7 separate regions of the Mus musculus genome follow, and all the other regions are linked to region 6. The links are chromatin contacts, called in public HiCAR-type and promoter capture Hi-C maps. All regions are on one chromosome and are shown on one strand. Each heading gives the region's core, a stretch centred on a gene start, on an enhancer-like site or on the middle of the called end of the contact. The rest is flanking DNA. Distances are from core to core; before and after follow the strand shown. Region 1 holds the start of Zfp87 (zinc finger protein 87). Region 2 holds the start of Zfp459 (zinc finger protein 459). Region 3 holds the start of 9430065F17Rik (RIKEN cDNA 9430065F17 gene). Region 4 holds the start of Zfp729a (zinc finger protein 729a). Region 5 holds the start of Zfp874b (zinc finger protein 874b). Region 6 holds the start of Mfsd14b (major facilitator superfamily domain containing 14B). Region 7 holds the start of Zfp729b (zinc finger protein 729b).

Evidence for each region. Promoter capture Hi-C pulls out the DNA fragments that hold promoters and counts their contacts. HiCAR-type assays count read pairs that join an accessible place to other places.
Region 1: a contact with region 6 is called in a HiCAR-type map of astrocytes, with 6 times the contacts expected there. The contact joins the promoter of Zfp87 here to the promoter of Mfsd14b in region 6. A contact is called at or near these places in 6 of 39 promoter capture datasets (cranial neural crest, hippocampal neurons, liver and 2 more) and 1 of 115 datasets of contacts at active chromatin or transcription factors (astrocytes).
Region 2: a contact with region 6 is called in a promoter capture Hi-C map of hippocampal neurons, with 2.9 times the contacts expected there. The contact joins the promoter of Zfp459 here to the promoter of Mfsd14b in region 6. A contact is called at or near these places in 3 of 39 promoter capture datasets (cranial neural crest, hippocampal neurons and liver) and 1 of 115 datasets of contacts at active chromatin or transcription factors (astrocytes).
Region 3: a contact with region 6 is called in a promoter capture Hi-C map of liver, with 2.9 times the contacts expected there. The contact joins the promoter of 9430065F17Rik here to the promoter of Mfsd14b in region 6. A contact is called at or near these places in 2 of 39 promoter capture datasets (cranial neural crest and liver), 1 of 484 Hi-C or Micro-C datasets (CD4 T cells), 1 of 115 datasets of contacts at active chromatin or transcription factors (astrocytes) and 2 of 9 other capture datasets (adipose tissue and liver).
Region 4: a contact with region 6 is called in a promoter capture Hi-C map of hippocampal neurons, with 4 times the contacts expected there. The contact joins the promoter of Zfp729a here to the promoter of Mfsd14b in region 6. A contact is called at or near these places in 1 of 39 promoter capture datasets (hippocampal neurons), 1 of 115 datasets of contacts at active chromatin or transcription factors (astrocytes) and 1 of 9 other capture datasets (liver).
Region 5: a contact with region 6 is called in a promoter capture Hi-C map of second pharyngeal arch cranial neural crest, with 5 times the contacts expected there. The contact joins the promoter of Zfp874b here to the promoter of Mfsd14b in region 6. A contact is called at or near these places in 4 of 39 promoter capture datasets (cranial neural crest, hippocampal neurons, neutrophils and 1 more).
Region 7: a promoter capture Hi-C map of pre-B cells shows a contact between it and region 6, with 10 times the contacts expected there. The contact joins the promoter of Zfp729b here to the promoter of Mfsd14b in region 6. A contact is called at or near these places in 3 of 39 promoter capture datasets (hippocampal neurons, liver and pre-B cells), 2 of 115 datasets of contacts at active chromatin or transcription factors (astrocytes and thymic regulatory T cells) and 1 of 9 other capture datasets (liver).

Annotation. Positions count from the first base shown.
Region 1 is chr13:67,524,802-67,527,501 of GRCm38.p6, reverse strand. It overlaps Zfp87 (zinc finger protein 87), which reads left to right and starts at 1,271. Exons shown (of 4, transcript NM_133228.3): 1 at 1,271-1,425. The coding sequence starts at 1,420.
Region 2 is chr13:67,419,969-67,422,668 of GRCm38.p6, reverse strand. Zfp459 (zinc finger protein 459) reads left to right here and starts at 1,251. Exons shown (of 4, transcript NM_177811.4): 1 at 1,251-1,327. Gm33787 (a long non-coding RNA gene) reads right to left here and starts at 1,226. Exons shown (of 2, transcript XR_382593.2): 1 at 1,170-1,226.
Region 3 is chr13:67,551,844-67,554,543 of GRCm38.p6, reverse strand. 9430065F17Rik (RIKEN cDNA 9430065F17 gene) reads right to left here and starts at 1,342. Exons shown (of 5, transcript NR_131100.1): 1 at 1,291-1,342; 2 at 915-970. Zfp748 (zinc finger protein 748) reads left to right here and starts at 1,392. Exons shown (of 4, transcript NM_001035231.3): 1 at 1,392-1,513. The coding sequence starts at 1,508.
Region 4 is chr13:67,636,339-67,639,038 of GRCm38.p6, reverse strand. Zfp729a (zinc finger protein 729a) reads left to right here and starts at 1,258. Exons shown (of 4, transcript NM_183146.4): 1 at 1,258-1,392. The coding sequence starts at 1,357.
Region 5 is chr13:67,482,985-67,485,684 of GRCm38.p6, reverse strand. It overlaps Zfp874b (zinc finger protein 874b), which reads left to right and starts at 1,432. Exons shown (of 4, transcript NM_001076791.2): 1 at 1,432-1,544. The coding sequence starts at 1,539.
Region 6 is chr13:65,111,731-65,114,430 of GRCm38.p6, reverse strand. Mfsd14b (major facilitator superfamily domain containing 14B) reads left to right here and starts at 1,449. Exons shown (of 12, transcript NM_133680.3): 1 at 1,449-1,927. The coding sequence starts at 1,814.
Region 7 is chr13:67,608,390-67,611,089 of GRCm38.p6, reverse strand. Zfp729b (zinc finger protein 729b) reads left to right here and starts at 1,383. Exons shown (of 4, transcript NM_001163246.2): 1 at 1,383-1,517. The coding sequence starts at 1,512.

The sequences.
Region 1 (2,700 bases), core at 22-2,521, 2.4 Mb before region 6:
CACAGAAACCAGCTGTCTGTGTAGCATACTTGTCTAGGGCTAGAGGGAAGATGGGAGCTTCTGGCCAGGGGGGTGGGGGGTGGGAGCAAAAAATGCAGAGACAAACTGTGCACAACACTAAAGTATCTCTCTAGTATCAGCAATTCGGAGGTTACAACACATGCTTAATCACTGCAAGGAGAACTAAGTAGGAAAAGAGAAGTTGAGTTCTCCACAGTGATAAAAATACCATGGATAGTGGTAGCACATGCCTTTAATCCCCGCACTTGGGAAGCAGAATCAGGGGGATCTTTGAGTCCAATGCAAGCCTGGTCTACAGAGCAAGATACCCCATGCCTAATGCAGAGAGAAATTCTACAATGGATGATGGACCAGAAGTCCGTACAATGCTAAGAACTGTGCCCTCCTTGGGAGAGAAGCAGAAGAGATACTCACAGGCTCAGAGACCACCTGCTGTTAAACACTTCTCTGTTTGTGGTGAACCAGGGAGACGTGGGTGATGTTCTGGTATAGTTCTCATAAAATTAAAGTTCTTATGCAGATTAATGAATGAAAGTGTAAGCAAGGGACAAATGGAGAGATCAAGGATCCACCAATGGATTCTGGAAAGTCTTCACATGTAAATGTGAGGGTAGTACTTATAACCTCGTTCAGAGATTTTTTTTTTTTAACGTCTATGTCTCTGACCTACCTCCTTCACTGTATGGATTCCAGTGCTCACAGGAAAGTGTTTTTGTTTGTTTTCCCAGCTGTGGAGTCTAATGCATGTATGCTCACAGGCTTGTCAGCACACATGGAAAAATGGAGTATGTACAAGTTGAGCATTAAATTAAGTCTTCCTTCATTCTAGGCACGTAGTCTACCCCCTTTGCTAGTTTTGTACTTTGTATTTTGAGACAAGGTCTCTGTAAAGTGCCTAGAACGCTTTGGATTTGTAATCCTTTCATTTTAAACACCGAAGTTGATGTCAAAAAGCATCTCTAAGTAATAGCACTCACTCCACTTTAGCCTCTTGTTTCCTTATTTTAAAGTACAATTAAATGATTGTCAACTTTTGGTGCAGGTTCCAATTTTATAATTAGTAGACGAGTTTTTAAACTACAGTTTGACCAGATACAACTAATAACCCCTCCTATCAAAGCCTCAACGGATGTTCTAGCACGTCCGTTTTACAACCGGAACTTTTAAAGCAGCCTGACTGTGGGCTTTTGTCCCAGTGCTGACACCTCTCCTTTCTTTCCACCCTCCTCCGCTGTCAGTAGGGAGAACACAGAACTCTGGGAAATGTAGTCGTGCCCTCTGTGACGTCACAAGCAGCCGCTCTGCGAACCGCACTTCCGCATCCCGTCTGCAGACGTTTGTCTTCCCCTAAGTTAGCGGTGCTGTGTCCTGCTCCTCGCTCTCGATCGGATCTCTGACATGGAGGTTGGTCCAGGGAGCAGTGCAGCCTGAGGGAATGTGCAGGGGAGTGGTCCAGCTTGGAGGGAGCGGAGCCGAGGTGGACCAGAGGCAGGGAGAAGCCGAGTTGGTGATGCTGTGCTGCTGACCTAAGCTGGGCCAACTGAGCCTGGATGCAAATCTGGGTGGGGAGAGCAGTATGGGGGTGGCGCTGTGAGTGAAAGCTTTGTTAGGACGCGGCTGTATACGCTTCTGGGGTGGGAGAGCTGGCTCTGTAGCACAGAAATGTGGAATGGTGGAAGGTTCAGTATTGCCCCCCCGCAGGGTGGGCCGGCCCTCTCCTTGCGCCAGAGGTGTAAATGGGAGCCCACATTCCTGCTTGCCTTAGGAAGTCTGTTGGCTGTGATCACTTGGCCACTTGACTGTGGTCAGATTTCTCAGAACTTCTAGATCGAGTGGAGATCTGGCACCTCCTATTTATGGCCAGCCTAATATTCTTGGTTTGAGTTAATAGCTGCTCCTCGTTTCCAGGGACAGAGTTCTGCTAAGGAGGTTGGTGTATAGGATGTTAGTACCATTCTCTTTGGAATAAATTGTTAGGTTTTTTTTGGTGTGTTGTTTTGAATGAGAATATTTCATGGCCACCTCCGTGATCTATATCTTCACACTTAACACTCACATGTAGAGACAGTCTAATGTTCTAAAGGAGAAGGCTTATTCAGGATATTATTGATCCTACATTGTAGAGTAAAATACTAGAAAATACCGTATCCACTTATGTCAGAGATTGTGTAATGTCAGAAGCTTGGACTCCTTTTCTGAAACAAATGAGGGGGTGATGGGAGCAGAGAGATGGCCTGGAGATTATTAGTGACTTCGGGGAAAGGACTTGAGTGTCCCTGGGGAGGAGAAGTGACCTTGAATACCTAACAGTGTTTACGTTGCTCTTCAATTGTGAGCTTCTCTTCTATCTCTGGACACTGCACATCTAAACCTCCCTTAACAACTACTCTATCACTGCCCCGACTGTGGCACTCAGGTTCCCTGTTGCTCCCTGAACATTTGCCAGTTTATCCACGTCAGAAAGATTGAAAGGTGAATTTGAAGAGCTTTTGCTCAGTTAGGGTCCCTTGCCCATAATAGACTCCTTGGCCTGTCTCTTGTATAGTTTTGTAGTTCACAACACTTTAAGTCAAATCAAGTGTTTGTGTGGCATTAAAGCCTATTATTCATAAGGAACATGGGTTTTAAGCCACCTTCAGTATGAATATTTCTGTGGACTATGTAACTGTTATGTAAAAG
Region 2 (2,700 bases), core at 2-2,501, 2.3 Mb before region 6:
CAGCTTCAGGCTGAGGGAAGGTTATAGTTTTCTACCCAGAGATCCAGGCACCTCTCAAAATCTGTCAGAAAATATGAATTGTGTGGTAGATGGAGAATAACACACAAGCTCACATTTCCTGAAAGTGCAAGGAATATACCCTGTGGATGCACTGACCTAAGTGGGACACCGACATCACACCCCTAGTGCCAAACCTCAAGGATCCATGAGGGAGAAGTGATAGCCACAAGATAGTCAGAGCCAGGTATAGTGATGTCTACAGTGAAACAGCATTGGCCAGATATGTCACTGCCATTGCCTGCATGAACCCACTGTGGTTAATAAGTATGTGGACATCTGTAGAAGCTAAAACCAATCATAAAGCATGCATGGATGAGTGAGAGCCTTGTTATAACACACCCTGACTGGAGCAGCTATTGGCTATTGATCGCTTCTGTGCCTTTGTAAGTCTGCTGCTTTGCAATAAAGTTGAGCCTGGATCAGAACTTTTGTTTTGGCGGTTCCCAGACTCTCATTCAAGGTACCTACTTTGACTGATAGTCGGACTACACCAAACTGCTTTACCACGTATCTGTCTAAGTTTTGTTTTGTATTTACGTTTTCCTCTTATTTAGAAAGAAGGTGTACTTAAATTGTCCATTACAGCCTTGGATCCATTTGTCAGTAACCTCTGAGAAGCTAGGAGCGTAATCAGGCACACCAAGGCTGAGTTGAAAATCCCTTTTTAAAAGATAATTTTCATCTCTACATCAGCGTAGTGCTTCATTATTTTTTTAAAGTACAACTGAGTCAACATGATGTTTTTCCGGGGGTAGTAAGATTAAAATCAGAACACGTGGACCAGAAAGGACTTGTAAGCCTAATATTTCTGTGAAAGGCTCTACTCACATCCATACACCTCTTGTTGTGGCTGTGGAGTTGAAAACTGTAAAGAACACATGGCCTCAGAAGGCATTCTTCCCGATGCTGTAAACTGCACCGCGAGTGCAGCCTCTGTGCAGGCGGGCAGGGGCAGCTTACAGCATCGGGGAAAATGCCTTCTGAGGCCATGTATTCTTTACAAAAACCATCCTGACTCCCCGTGGTTGTCATAGGAACTCTGCATTTTCCTTCCACACTCTACTGCAGGTTTCCAAGAAGAAATCCAGGAACAGTAGAAGTTGCCCTACCTGGACTCCAGGAAGTTCTTCTCGCAATCCAGTACCCACGTGACTCCGACGTCACAAGCAAATCCCACCCGGCTTTTGGTCAACACTCGTCAATCTTCCCGAAAGTTGGACTGGAGTCCTGTGATGCTGAAGATTCCTGTAGCATCTCTGACTTAGAGGTTGGTCGGGGGAGCAGCGTAGCTTGGGGAGCTGGGTTCCGTCTCAGAGGGAGCGGACCTAGGCTAGGTGGGAGGGCGGAAGAAGCTGCATGGACTTGCCGCGCTGAACGGGCTGGGACAGGTGAGGTTGCAGGGCAGGGTAGGGGACTGGGTGTTTGGGATTGTGAAGGATTCTTTGGAACACTGCGTGCAGCCCGAGTCTACACCGGAGCAGGTAGGTAGCGGGGGAGTGGATAATAGTGCAAGTGCAAGAATTGCAAGCTAATAGTGGTAAGCTGACTACCTGCTCCTGTAATACCTGCTCTGCTGGGAAGCACACTAACCTGGTGCCCCATTCTCACCTGGCTGCTGTGAGATTCCTCAGTAAATGGGTTTTCTGGTTCCTCCGGCACTCCGTAGCCGGCCTATTGTAATGGTTTTGATTATATTCATTTTCTCTGCCATTTAAAGAATTAAGAATGATTTAAATACATATATATGATTTGCAACCGGTGGCATGTTGGGAAATTCTGTAACACAGAAGGGAGATCTGCCAGAAGGACCCGCTATAGAGAAGCTTTGACTAGGGCTGAGACAGCACACATAGTCAACACATGGAGGGAAAGACTACAAAGCAGAGTGCCAACCAGGGAGGCTGAAGCCTGTTTCACCTTGCGGGCTGCTTTTCTCAAACCTTTGAAAAGTCCCCCATCCCTAATTTAGGGTTGAGTAATTTGGGGGTGGTGGTGGTGGTAAGACAGGATGTTTGGTTAGCCCACAATGCTTGCCTCACCACGTCTTCATCTGGGCTAAATTGTTGAGCTAGTCCATGATCAGGGGGAAAATCTCACGTGGCCTTGTTTTAGGGGGCCAGGCTTTTGTGTCAGGTCAGCAGGGTGAGGAAGAGCTCACAGACCTGTGTGTATTCACGTGATTTAGAGAAAACAGGCCTGTGATCAAAAGAAGCTTGAGCCTTCTGTGAGGCACATTCCTGTTATCTCTGCATTTGTGAGGGGGAGGGGCAGGACCCTCTGGACATCCCCTGCTTGATAGCAAATTCAAGGCCAATGTAAGCTGCCTCAATCTGTGTCAGAAAACATTTAATCATGCTTGATGGACGTGAGAAATACTCTCTATGATTCATTCCATGTCTTCCAGTGAGAGCCGTGGAAAACCCCTGCAATCAACACTTTGGTGTCTTACAAAGTACACATGCTTCCCTTCTGCCGACCCAATCCATGTGGGATTCAAACTTTGTTTTCACTAACATGCTCTTGTTAAAGATGGTACATTTGGGTGATTAGTTGTTTGGATTTACTGTGTGAGGAAGGACTCTCCTCTTTCCCTTGCTTGAATATTCTGCCTATTTGCAGTGAATGTCCACTCTTTTTGGA
Region 3 (2,700 bases), core at 93-2,592, 2.4 Mb before region 6:
CAGATAGTTGTAAGCTACCACGTGATTGCTGGAATTGACCTCAGGACCTCTGGAAGATCAGTCAGTGCTCTTAACCGCTGAGCCATCTCTCCAACCACCCTCCCCAACCAGTTATTAAAACTCCTTCTTAAACATTTCAGGGAAGAATAAAAAAGGACACAAGTAAGTTTCTTTCTTTCTTTCTTTCTTTCTTTCTTTCTTTCTTTCTTTTTTTTTTTTTTTTTTTTTTTTTTTTTTTTTTTTTTTTTGGTTTTTCGAGACAGGGTTTCTCTGTATAGCCCTGGCTGTCCTGGAACTCACTGTGTAGACCAGGCTGGCCTCCAACTCAGAAATCTGTCTGCCTTTGCCTCCCAAGTGCTGGGATAAAAGGCATGCGCCACCACTGCCCGGCAGGACACAAGTTTCTTATTAAAAAAAAAAAAAAAAAAAAAAGACTTTCCTTCTCAGCTGAGATTTAGCTTCCTTGTGAACCACTGTCCGTCACGAGTCCAGACTCTTCTTTCTAAAAAGGTTTGTTCTTTGGTCTTTGGCATGACCAGTACAGCACTAGATATTTACGAGGAGATAGGAGGTCCCAATGGTGCCAATCTATCTTTATTCATTCATTCATTATTTCTATGTTCCCAGTTAGATTCTCTGAGTTCTTTACAAGTGAATTCTAGAGAGCTGGGCTTTTAATTTTGTTCTATAATTTTAAATCATATCTGTGCACCTTGACCTGTGCACTACACTGTATGGATTCCAATGTTCACACTAAGACTTTTTTTCCAGCTGTGGCAAACTGGTTATTTTATTTAACTACAGGACGAGATTGTCTATTGTAGTGGTGTATTTATAACTAAAGCCTTCTTCATCCCAGGCAAGCAGGGACTTTACCCCTAAGATGCTCAGTAACCCTTTTTTGTAGTTTGTACCTTTTGCCCAGGTTATCCTTGGATTTGGCATCCTTCTGTCTTAAGCTCCTGAGCATCTGCGAAGACACGGAGTGACAAATAGGCTGATTGTAAAATCATCTTAACAGAAAGTGGTCATTTCCATACAATTTTTTGCTGATTTATTTTAAAGTTAAATTGAGTCAACGTGAATTTTACATATGGAATAAACCTCATAATAAGTAGACTTTGAGTTTTAAATCAGTACAGATTGACCAGAAATAATCAGCAAACATTAGAGTCAAAGGCTCGACTCACATTCAAACATCTCCGGTAGTGAACCCGGGATTTTAAAAGCAGCCCGACTCCCTATGGCTGTCCCAGTGCAAAAAATGCTCGCGTTCCCATCCATCCTCACCTGCAGAGGTGAAGAAACACAGGAAACACACACGTCACCAGCCTGTTTTCCTGGCGCCTCGTCGCACAGACTTGTGGGAAGTGTAGTCTTCCGTTGGATCGCTTCACAAGGAGCCATTGTGGAAACGGCACTTCCGCATTGCGACTGCACTAGTGCATTTTCTCTCAAAGTTGGGCGATTCTCTGGTCCTGCTCCGCGCTCGGCTTGCATCGCTGACATGGAGGTTGGTCCAGGGTGTCGCGTACCGCTGCAGGTCGGAGGGACCGAGGGCGGGTCCGGCCCGGAGGCGGCGGAGGAGGGGTGGCCCGGAGGCGGGAAGAACAGACTTGGTGGAGCCCTGCTGACCTAGGCTGGGCCACAGCGTCTGGAAGCCTGCTGGGGCCGGGGAGAGGGCATGCGGTTGGTGCTGGAAGTGAACGCTCTTGTGAGCTCAGAGTAGCTGCCTGGGTCTCTTATAGAGGCTGTATTGGTAAGAAAGGAATTGGGAATATGAAAATCCAGGATTGCTCGGACAGGCGGGTCTGCTCGTAACCTGTACCTGGAAGTGGTGGTGGTGGACTCATACATCTCAGATTGGCTATGGACCCACGCCTTCCCCGCGCTTGTCAGTTTTCTCAGGACACCTAGACCAAGTGGAGATCTGGCCCCTCCTGTACTTTATAGCCGGCCTAATACTTTTAGTTTGTATTGATAGAAGTTCATAGAGTTACTAGTTTCCAAGGACGGAGAGTTTTGCGAGAGAGATTGATGCATGGGATGTTAATCCCATTTTCATTGGAACAGAGATTTATGGACTGCCGTTTTAAATAGGAATACTTAATGATCACTGCTGTGACCTGAATCCTCAGACTAACACCCCCATGCAGAGCTAGAATGATCCCCTAAAGGAAAAGATTCTAGCTTTGCAAAACAAGAAATTACTGATCCTGCACTGTACTGGAGAAGAATAACTCATCCAATTCCATTGGGAATTATGATGCCATTAGTTTGTGGGAGATGAGTTGGCTAGAGGCTACAAGGGTGTCTAGGGATTGACTGTAAGGGGACAGAGGTGCTTGAGTTTCTCTGGGAAAGAGAAATAGTCCTGCCTACCTGACCGGATGCTTACAGTGCTCTCTGATCGATCCCATGGTTTTCTCCCGTCGTTGTCCACTGCATACTGTGTCTAAAACTGTCACTAGTTGTGGGATCTGTGTTCCACGAGTGCCCTTAAACAGTTCGTCCGGAACCGTTTCTCCCAAGTTTTTATACTGGGTCAAAAGAGTAAGAGATGACTTTAAGAGCTATGGTTCACTCGGGATCCTGTAGTTTTTTCACAGTGGGCTGCTCACATAGTCTTTTGTTTGTACAAGTGAAAATATGAGGGAAGGAATTACTCATTTTAGAAACTCACATATAGTGACGTTGTTG
Region 4 (2,700 bases), core at 9-2,508, 2.5 Mb before region 6:
TTACAATACATAGCAACATACCAAACCTCAACACATACACATATTGGAAAACTAACTATGCTCAGAAATGTTAAGTCCTTCTGGTTGTTGGCAATGCCCTTCACTACAGCCATCAGGGGGATGACAGACCACTCATGACCTCATTCTAAACAGACATGCCAATCAAATGTCCAGGTGAATGTACTGCTTGTTGACTCTAGTTTTTCTAAGTTAAGGAATCTGTTCTGATCCCTAGGCAAACACACTCCCTAGAGAAGAAAAATTGGAATGGGATTTTGCACAGTCTCTGCTCTGAAACAGCTTGGCTTTGAATTATTGTGCCTCAGGGAAGTATGAAGACTTTTCTGTAATGCCATTTGTAGCTTTAACTCAAGCATGAACTACACAGGAATAAACCTTCCCACGAAAAGATGGGAATTCTCCATACTCCAAGTTTCCAGTCTAACTTCTTTAATACATCGACCTCATTTTACAGTGATATGAACATATTTCTGATACCTTTGAATTCCAGGAGGAACTATCTCGGTGTTCTGTTTAGGAGAAGTGAGGGAAGTGCAAGGCAGCTACCAGTAATGTTCAAGTATTATCAAATGTGAATGATGACAGGATCAGTGGAGACAGGAAAATCAATAAGGAACATCAAACCAAACACAGAGGGAAATTGAAGAGCCAGTACACACACCATTGTGATCCAAGGAGCTCTGCCCCTCCTCTTGGGAGAGATTCAGAGGAGGAAAGCAAGTGCTCAGAAAACACTTCGTGGTGACTCAGTTTGATTTCTAATTCTGTCTTCAGCACCTGGGATGGTTTTGATAGCATATTAAAGAGATAATGCCCACTCCTACATTAACTTCCTGCTTTCATATTTTAAATAAACAATGAAAGCATGAATTTTCCATTCGGTAGTAATATTCCATAAGTAAATCTGTGCTTTAAAAAACCAAGGGGAAAAAAAAAAAAGAAAGAAAGATCGAAGCTTTAATCTCACAATGTTTTAGCAGAGATAACAAGGAAATGTGATAAACATTACTGTGAAACTCAGCTCACAGGCTAACATCGCTTGCTGTAACCAAAGACTTTTTTAAAAGCCCACTTTCCCTGTGGCTGCCCATGTGCTGCAGCTTAGTTCTTTCCAACTTCAGCTGCCCACAGCTGGACCGCAAGGCAGGCAATGCACAAGACATCTTAGGTGGGGTCCCTGTAAGTCCTTCCAACTGACTTGTGGGAAGTGTAGTCCTGGTTCCTGTTTCGTCATTAGAAAGGGCCATCGGACTCGAACTTCCTTATTCTTCCTTCAAACTTCACTCCTCAAATGTATGCAGTTGTCCTGCTCAGCGCTGCATCTGGATTTCTGAGATGGAGTTCGGTGCAGGGACCAGCGCCTTCTTTCAGGTCTGAGGGGCTGTGCAGGGTGGCAGGTAGGGCACGGAGGGAGCTGGCTCGGGCTTGTTGAGAGGCAGGAAGCTGCTGACCTGGAGATGCTGTGCTGACCTAAGCTGGGCCGCTGCGCCTGGGCACGGGTTTGAAGGGGAGAAGGTTGAAAACAACAGGATGGCAAGGGCAGGCTGGGTCTGCTGACTGCCTGTTCCCGAGATGCTGACGGGAGCGCACTCATCATTACCTAGCTGACCCGTTCTCACGTGACTGTAGTCAGATTCTCAGGGCATACAGAGCACTTGGACTTGTAGCGCCCTCTGTATGTTATGTCCTGGAGACTACTCCTGGTTTGAGCTCAAACAGCTTCCTAAAGTTCCTAGTGTCCAAGGAGCAAGAATCCTGTGAGGGAGGGCAAACTGTTGTGTGGGATGTTAGTTCCTGTTCCTTTGGAATGAATTGTTAGACTCACGGATGCCCTGATTCAAATCACATTTTCTGATAGACACCTTTGTGACCTGAATGCGACAATACATGGCTATAAAACCACAAAATAATCTTGTAGTTGGTATGAACCAGTGTTTGCACAATCCAAATAAATAGGATTTTACACTAAAGATTAAAAATCACTAGACAATAATACCTCAACAGTTCTGAGTATGTGTTGTGTCCAAAATTTTGACTCCTTTTCAGATGTGAGAGACGACTTGGGGTGATGAGAGATCACAGGGTGGCACTGGAAAGTCTGAAAGGGAAGGGGGAAATGCCTCTGCTCATCTGCCAGGCTCTGTGCATTGCTTTCTAATCTGCCAGACTCTGTACATTGTTGTCTCTTCACGTGCTTTTCTTCCTAGAGTTCACGTTATCAGCAGTGTCTGAACTCTTTTAAATTTTCTTTTGTCCCTCAATGTGACATTCAGGTTTAGTGACACACCCTTAATAGTTTTAGAAAGAATTCTCCAATTTTTTCAACTGTATTTGAAAAGCTGTAAGATAGGGAAGGAGAGATGGCTTATTGGTTAAGAGCATGCCTATTCTTCCAAAGGTCCTGAGTTTAATTCCAGCAACCACTTGTTGGCTCCCAACCGTCTATTATTGGATCTGATGTTCTCTTCTGGTATGTCAGCAAAAGAATGCTCATATAAATAAATAAATAAATATTTTGAAAAGTTGTAATATAAATTTCAAAAGCCGTGGCACTCTTGGGGTCTTATGATTTACACATAGTAGGTTTATGTTCATGTAAAAATGCACAGTTCTCCTCTTAAAGGGCTAAGAGAATTGTTTAGTCCACAGCTATTTGAGTAGCCATGATCTAAGAACATA
Region 5 (2,700 bases), core at 183-2,682, 2.4 Mb before region 6:
AACTAACTTTCTTACATGTAACAGTAATCTTCAACTCCAATAGTCCCGTACAAAAACACATACAATCCAGTTATTATATTTATAAGCAATAAACCTAGATTGGCAGAACTATACTAACTTATCCCCAGCTAGGAGACCGTTGGTTATCTGCAGTTTCTCCTGGTCACGTGGTTCAGCTCCATCTTAGCTGCTGCTTCCTCCTCTCCTGTCATCTCTCCCTCCCCATCTCTCGCTCTCCAAGATCTCCTCTCTCACCTTTCCTCTCCACGGCCCAATCACAGGCTTTTGCTTTTATTGACCAGTAAATGGGGAGAAGATTCACAGGAGAGCACCTGAGTACTTGATCCACCACTCTCCCGGGGGCCACCCCTCTTGAGGATGCAGAATTAACATGAAAATTCAAACAACATCAGGACAACCCACAACACTTACATAAGCTAAAGGTTGAAAATATGGACAAAGGATCTGCGATGGATCTGGGCGATCTTTACTGATAAACAACAGAGAGGAGGACTTTAAAATTGTTCGATACTCCGGAGGCAGAGGCAGGCAGATTTCTGAGTTTGAGGCCAGCCTGGTCTACAAAGTGAGTTCCAGGACAGCCAGGTCTAAACAGAGAAACCCTGTCTCGAAAAATCTAAATAAATAAATAAAATTGTTCGATGATTTAGTCTGTTTCTCTTGACTAACCTCCGACACGAATGGATTCCAATATTCACATGAAAACGATTTCCTGCAGTGGCTTGTGATCTGTGTACGGCTTGTAGTTGATTTCTAGAAGAGCCATTGCACAGGGCATCCAGAGTGATGGCGCTTAAGCCTTGTGGTGATCTCCTGTAAATAATCCGTGATTGTTACCTAAAATCCATGGCATTGTCTTCTTTGGGAATATCAAAAGCTTAGCATAACCTCAGTTATAAAACAATCCTGGTAAACCCGACACATTGGCTGTCAGTCCATCAGAAGCTGATTCCCCGGCGGCTTTTGCTAAAGCTTATCACATCCTGGAGTGTCTCTATCTCTTACCATCTTGGTAACTCAGTACACTGACAAATATTCACACAGGGTGTCAATACAGGAGAACGCGGCTCACTTAAGTATGTGCAGTACTGGGTATTAAGCCAAAGCCTTGAGGCAGTTTCCTCAAATAGCTGTAAATTTCACCGGAAATGAAGAAATTAAGAACTTTGCCAAGAAAATCCTCTGCCCCTTTAAGCTGGACCACAGAAACTGAGGAATGCACTCGGCTCGTTAGAACTGGGCTCAGTTCGTGGCCTCCATGCTTCTTAACTAGGCGACACTAACTAGGTGACAGACATCAATGCAGAAATCCAGGACCATTTTGTAGTACAACTCACTCTCCTAAGACTCCTGCAACGCCATCGCACAGACTTGTGGGAAATGTAGTCTGTAGCACGGTGACGTCACAGATCGGTACTTTGGTAAACAAGAGTTCAGCTTTTGGTAAGCATGTGCGGCTCTTATCCAAAGCTGGGCCAGACTCTGGTCCTGCTGTGCTCTCCCGTTGGATCTCTGACATGGAGGTTGGTCCAGGGTTCAGTCACCCCAGGGTCTGTGCGGGGTGCATAGGTCCGGAGGGAACAGGGACCGGGTGGAATGGAAGCTGGGAGGAGCTGATTTGGAGGAGCTTTCTGGACAGGGCTGGTGAGAGGGCGCTGCGGGGGTTAGTGGGACTGACCTCTGTTTAGACCGACAGAATTCAAGGAATGGAGAAGCTTGTAAGTTCAAGGATTGCCTAGGCAATGTTGGCTGGGTGAAGGTCTTTGCCTGGTCATGGTGATTCTGGGCGTTCACTTTCCAGCTTTCTGGTGGAAGTATTAGCTGGGTCACTCTCACGTGGATGTTACTGGATCGCTCAGTATGTTTAGATAAGAGGAGATCTGGTCCTTTCTGTACTTTATGGCTGTCTGTTACGGAGTTCAGGACCACTGAGAAAGATCACCAAATAAAACTAGGAATTAAAAGGTAAAAAACAAACCAACGAAACAAAACTGCTTTATTTAGAGCCACAATCTCCTTTGCCAGTTTGAGAACTGCTGCAAAAGGGTAGACAGGGGTTGGAATTCTTTAAGTCACAAAACACAGTTGTCTCAACTTGGGATGGTCTGCTTCATAAGGCATTATATTTTTTGTTTGTTTTCTGAGCAAGCACAGCTAAGAGAGATTAAAAAAAGCAGAATGCATGTCCGGTTACTATTGTTTGCTGTTTGTTTTTGTTGCTGTGTTGTACAACGCTCAGTTGGAAATGGAGCTAGTCTTTAATTCATCGCACATGCAGTTATTCTTGTCTTGCTTTGAGGTGACAGAACTTGCTAGGTTCCAGGGTCAGAGTCCTGAAGGGAGCATTGGTGTACGTGATATTTATCCCACTTTCTTTGAAATGAATTGTGGATTTAAAGAAGATTCACTTGGAATAGGAATCCCTCATGGAGGCTGTTCAGTTCCTCACTTGAAAGTAGCTTGACACCCATGTTTGCTAAAAGGATATTGAGCTGTTTCTCTTTTTTTTTTTTTTTTTTTTTTTGGTTTTTTCGAGACAGGGTTTCTCTGTATAGCCCTGGCTGTCCTGGAGCTCACTTTGTAGACCAGGCTGGCCTCGAACTCAGAAATCCGCCTGCCTCTGCCTCCCGAGTGCTGGGATTAAAGCCGTGCGCCACCACGCCCGGCTTGAGCTGTTTC
Region 6 (2,700 bases), core at 200-2,699:
ACAGCAAGTGCTTTTAGTTTTGCGTCATCCCTCCAGTCCTCCAGGTTACATTTAAATCATTGCAGTTCAATTTGAGTTTTCACAAACTGGAATTTATTCAAAGAATATCTGAAAGACACGAGGTCCAGGCTGGCATTTTAACCAAATGGTATTAGATGTTTTTGTGTAGGTAGTATAGAGGGCAGGCTCAGAATCAACAAAACATGGTTGAAACAGAAGGAAAACTTAGGCTCATTAAAGGATATTGAGAAGCCAGCCCATCTCAATTCGAGTCTATAGCCAAGTTAAGTTTCTGTTTACTATAAAACTTGAAGTTTATATATTTCTCAGAGATGGGCTGCACCCTAGCCCAGTAACCATAGAATGTACTGTAATACCTCCCGCCCCAGCTACCTGTTTTTGAGAATGTTCTATACCAATACCCATTGTTCCATGACCCACTTTAACCTTGACCACCTGGTTTCACTTCTGTATCTACGATTCCATGCAAAATCCCCCACCCCATGGTTTTGCCCTATATAAAGGGCTTGAGAAGTTGGCTTGGGGCTGGTATTGTGAACCCCGTTTTAGGGGGAGACAGCTGCTGATTTGTCTCTGGTTTGTACACAATAAATCTTGCTTTAAACTGGCCATAATTTGGGTTGGTGATCTTTCGATTCACGTCTGTGAGATTAACAATATAATTTACAAAAATGACAGAAATCTGTAAATGTGCTTGACTTGTTTAAACATTCTGTCTCCAGTTATATTTAACAATTAAGAACAATGTCCAGTGTGGTGGCTTAAACCGACACCCAGCATATGGAAAACTGAGGCAAGATCATCAACATGTATTTAAGGCCAGCCTGGGTCATATATGAAGAAGGGTTGAGGACAATCTGCCTGAGATTGTGGATAAGAAAGTTCTAGGTTTAGTAAGTGCGAGCGTGCGTGCTTGCCTCTGGGGAGTGAGCATAGCTAGAGCCTATTGGAATACCAGGGAAGTGCTCTACCACTGAGCAATATATTCTGTGTAATTTTCTGTTAATCAGTGCATGGTTGGAGGCTTCTGAAATCCTGTCAATTGTAGACCACTTCCCCATTGCAGGATTACAGTTCCAGGGGCTGTGTGTCAGTTTGTTCTTTTTATAACTATCATCCTAGGAAAGGGGATAACATTTGAAATGTAAATAAAGAAAATATCTAGTAAAAAATCATTTACTTGGGGTAGGGGCTGGAAAGAACTCAGTTCCTATGCTACCTAAGGACCCAAGTCAGATCCCTAAAACCCACGAAAAGGGGGAAGGTGGGATGACGTGCAGTTGGAATTCTAGCCCGGGGTAGGAGTAAACAGTCCCTAGGACTCGCGGGCAGTCTAATCCAATCAGGAACGCTTTGGGTCCTTCCAGTCTCCGTTAAAATCTATAGGCCTGGAGTCCCTAGAAGATGACGCAGTTTTGATGCGCTACGCAGTCTGGGCGGAGCTTGCCCGAGCTTCTGGAGAGGGGTGGGCGTTCTAGGCGGGAGCTGCCTTTGCTGAGTTCTCCGGGCGGGACGCCGTCTCCCGACTGTTCGGGCGCTACTGAAAACTACTCACTGCCAGTGTCGGGGTCCTGTGTTCACGACCACCACTGAATAGTTGAGGGCCCTGTTCGCTTCCTGCACGGATCCAGCCTCGGCGTCCTCTCAGCAGCCGGTGTCGCCACTGGCGCCGCCGCCCGAGCGGCAGGCCGCTGCGGATCGCGGAGCCCATGAAGGCTCGGGCCCCGCCGCCGCAGTGGCGGCGTCGCCAGTGTCTTGGAGCGCTCCGAACCTGCTCTGGCATGACGGCGGCATGAGCACGGACGGGGAGTCGCCGGAGGAGCCGAGGTGGAAGGCGGTGGCCTCACCCAAGGCGTCAACCATGCCTGAGAAGCGCGGGAGCGCTCAGGCCGCGAGCGGCAGCTGGGTAAGTTTTGACTGGGTTCGGACAGGGACTCTGGGATTGTGGCTGTTCTAGGAGAGCCAGGTTCTTTGAAAAGCTGGCTTTCCTATCAACTCCTCCCCAGACGAACCTCTAGGAGATTTGGTTATTGATTCAAAAGCCACCAGACGCGGGACAGTAATATAATTTGGATATAATTCTGTGCAAATTGACAGAAATCTTCTGGGCACAGATTTTGTCCACAGCAACTTAGACAGTGTGTGTGTGTCAGTCTGTCTTAAAGCCTTCATTTTTCGCAGTCTCCGGAATTGCCTACAGGGATGCTGGAGGTCAAAGTGGGAGGCGCCTGATACTTCCTCCTCCTCTGGGTTTCAGAAGTGGCCTTAGTGTAGTAAGAGGAAGCTGAAGATCTCTGTACCTGAAGGTGAAAGTTCAGCCTGATCTCCTTTAGTGACATGTAAAGTTGAGATGAGTTTGACAGCTAGGGAAGGCTTATTTTCCTTGACCTGGATTCACAGTACAGACCTTACCAGTGCCACTTTTTCTTCTTCTTCTTTTAATGGTTGGAAACTAAGCACAGGGACTAATGTCATTTCTTCAGTCATAAGTATAAAAAGGATTTTTGGGGAAGGATCTACTTAGGACTTAAAACTTAAAGTTTTGCAGTGAATTGAGTACAAACTCTTGCAACTATGGGAAAGTTTGTTCAATGAGAAATAGGAATTTATTTAAATATGATATGTGTGGTCATGTGTTTTTCCTGTTTTTAAGCTTGCATATTTAATTTCTGTTAAAGA
Region 7 (2,700 bases), core at 134-2,633, 2.5 Mb before region 6:
CTCAACACATACACATATTGGAAAACTAACTATGCTCAGAAATGTTAAGTCCTTCTGGTTGTTGGTAATGCCCTTCACTACAGCCATCAGGGGGATGACAGACCACTCATGACCTCATTCTAAACAGACATGCCAATCAAATGTCCAGGTGAATGTACTGTTTGTTGACTCTAGTTTTTCTAAATTAAGGAATCTGTTCTGATCCCTAGGCAAACACACTCCCTAGAGAAGAATATTTGGATAGGGATTTTGCACAGTCTCTGCTCTGAAACAGCTTGCTTTTAAATTATTATGCCTCAGGGAAGTATGAAGTCTTTTCTGTAATGCCATTTGTAGCTTTAACTCAAGCATGAACTACACAGGAATAAACCTTCTTACGAAAAGATGGGAATTCTCAATACTCCAAGTTTCCAGTCTAACTTCTTTAATACATCACCTCATTTTACAGTGATATGAGCATATTTCTGATACCTTTGTATTCCACGGGAAACTATCTCAGTGTTCTGCTTAGGAGAAGTGAGGGAAGTGCAAGGCAGCTACCAGTAATGTTCAAGTATTATCAAATGTGAATGATGACAGGATCAGTGGAGACAGGAAAATCAATAAGGAACATCAAACCAAACACAGAGGGAAATTGAAGAGCCAGTACACTCACCATTGTGATCCAAGGAGCTCTGCCCCTCCTCTTGGGAGAGATTCAGAGGAGGAAAGCAAGTGCTCAGAAAACACTTGGTGGTGACTCAGTTTGATTTCTAATTCTGTCTTAAGCACCTGGGATGGTTTCCATAGCGTCTTAAAGAGATAATGCCCACTCTTATATTAACTTCCTGCTTTCATATTTTAAGTAAACCATGAAAGCATGAATTTTCCACTCGGTAGTAACATTCCATAAGTAGTTCTGTACTTTAAAAAAACAAAACAAAACAAAAAATCGAAGCTTTAAAATCACAATGTTTTAACAGAGATAACAAGGAAATGCGATAAACATTACTATGAAAAGCTCAGCTCACAGGCTAACATCGCGTGCTGTGACCAAAGACTTTTTTTTTTTTTTTTTTTGGTTTTTTTTTTTTTTTTTTTTTTTGAGACAGGGTTTTTCTGTGTAGCTCTGGCTGTCCTGGAACTCACTTTGTAGACCAGGCTGGCCTCGAACTCAGAAATCCTCCTGCCTCTGCCTCCCGAGTGCTGGGATTAAAGGCGTGCGCCACCACTGCCCGGCAAACAAAGACTTTTTTAAACGCCCACTTTCCCTGTTGCTGCCACGTGCGGCAGCCTGGTTCTTTCCAACTTCAGCTGCCCACAGCTGGACTGCAAGGCAGGCAATGCACAAGACCTCTTGGGGGGGGGGGGGGGTTCCCTGTAAATCCTTCCAACTGACTTGTGGGAAATGTAGTCCCGGGTCCTGTGACATCATCAGAAAGGGCCGCCGGAATCGAACTTCCTTATTCTTCAAACTTCACTCCTCAAATGTGTGCAGTTGTCCTCCTCAGCGCTGCATCTGGATTTCTGACATGGAGGTTAGTGCAGGGAGCAGCGCCATCTTTCAGGTCTGAGGGGCTGTGCAGGGTGGCAGGTAGGGCACGGAGGGAGCTGGCTCGGGCTTGTTGTGAGGCAGGAAGCTGCTGACCTAGGCTGGGCCGCTGCGCCTGGGCACAGGTTTGAAGGGGAGAAGACTGAAAACAACAGGATGGCAAGGGCAGGCTGGGTCTGCTGACTGCCTGTTCCTGAGATGCTGACAAGAGCGCACTCATCATTACCTAGCTGACCCCTTCTCACGTGACTGTAGTCAGATTCTCAGGACATACAGAGCACTTGGACATGTAGCGCCCTCTGTATGTTATGTCCTAGAGTCTACTTCTGGTTTGAGCTCAAGCAGCTTCCTAAAGTTCCTAGTGTCCAAGGAGCAAGAATCCTGTGAGGGAGGGCAAACTGTCGTGTGGGATGTTAGTTCCTTTGGAACGAATTGTTCGACTCATGGATGCCCTGATTCAAATAAGATTTTCTGATAGACACCTTTGTGACCTGAATGCGACAATACATGGCTATAAAATCACAAAATAATCTTGTAGTTGGTATGAAGCACTGTTTGCAAAATCCAAATAAATAGGATTTTACACTAAAGATTAATAACTAGACAATAATACCTCAACAGTTCTGAGTATGTGTTGTGTCCAAAATTTGGGCTCCTTTTCAGATGTGAGAGACGACTTGGTGTGATGAGAGACCTCAGGGTGGGGTGGAAAGTCTGAAAGGGAAGGGGGAAATGGCTCTGCTCATCTGTCAGGCTCTGTGCATTGCTTTCTAATCTGCCAGACTCTGTGCATTGCTTTCTAATCTGCCAGGCTCTGTGCATTGCTCTCTAATCTACTAGGATCTGTACATTTCTCTAATCTGCCAGAGTCTGTACATTGCTGTCTCTTCACGTGCTTTTCATCTTTGTGTTCACGTTATCAGCAGTGTCTGAACTCTTTTAAATTTTCCTTTGTCCCTCAATGTGACATTCAGGTTTAGTGACACACCCTTCTTAATAGTTTTAGAAAGAATTCTCCAATTTTTTCAACTGTATCTGAAAAGCTGTAAGATATGGCTGGAGAGATGGCTCAGTGGTTAAGAGCACTGCCTGTTCTTCCAAAGGTCCTGAGTTTAATTCCCAGCAAGCACTTGTTGGCTCCTAACCATATATATTTGGATATGATGTTC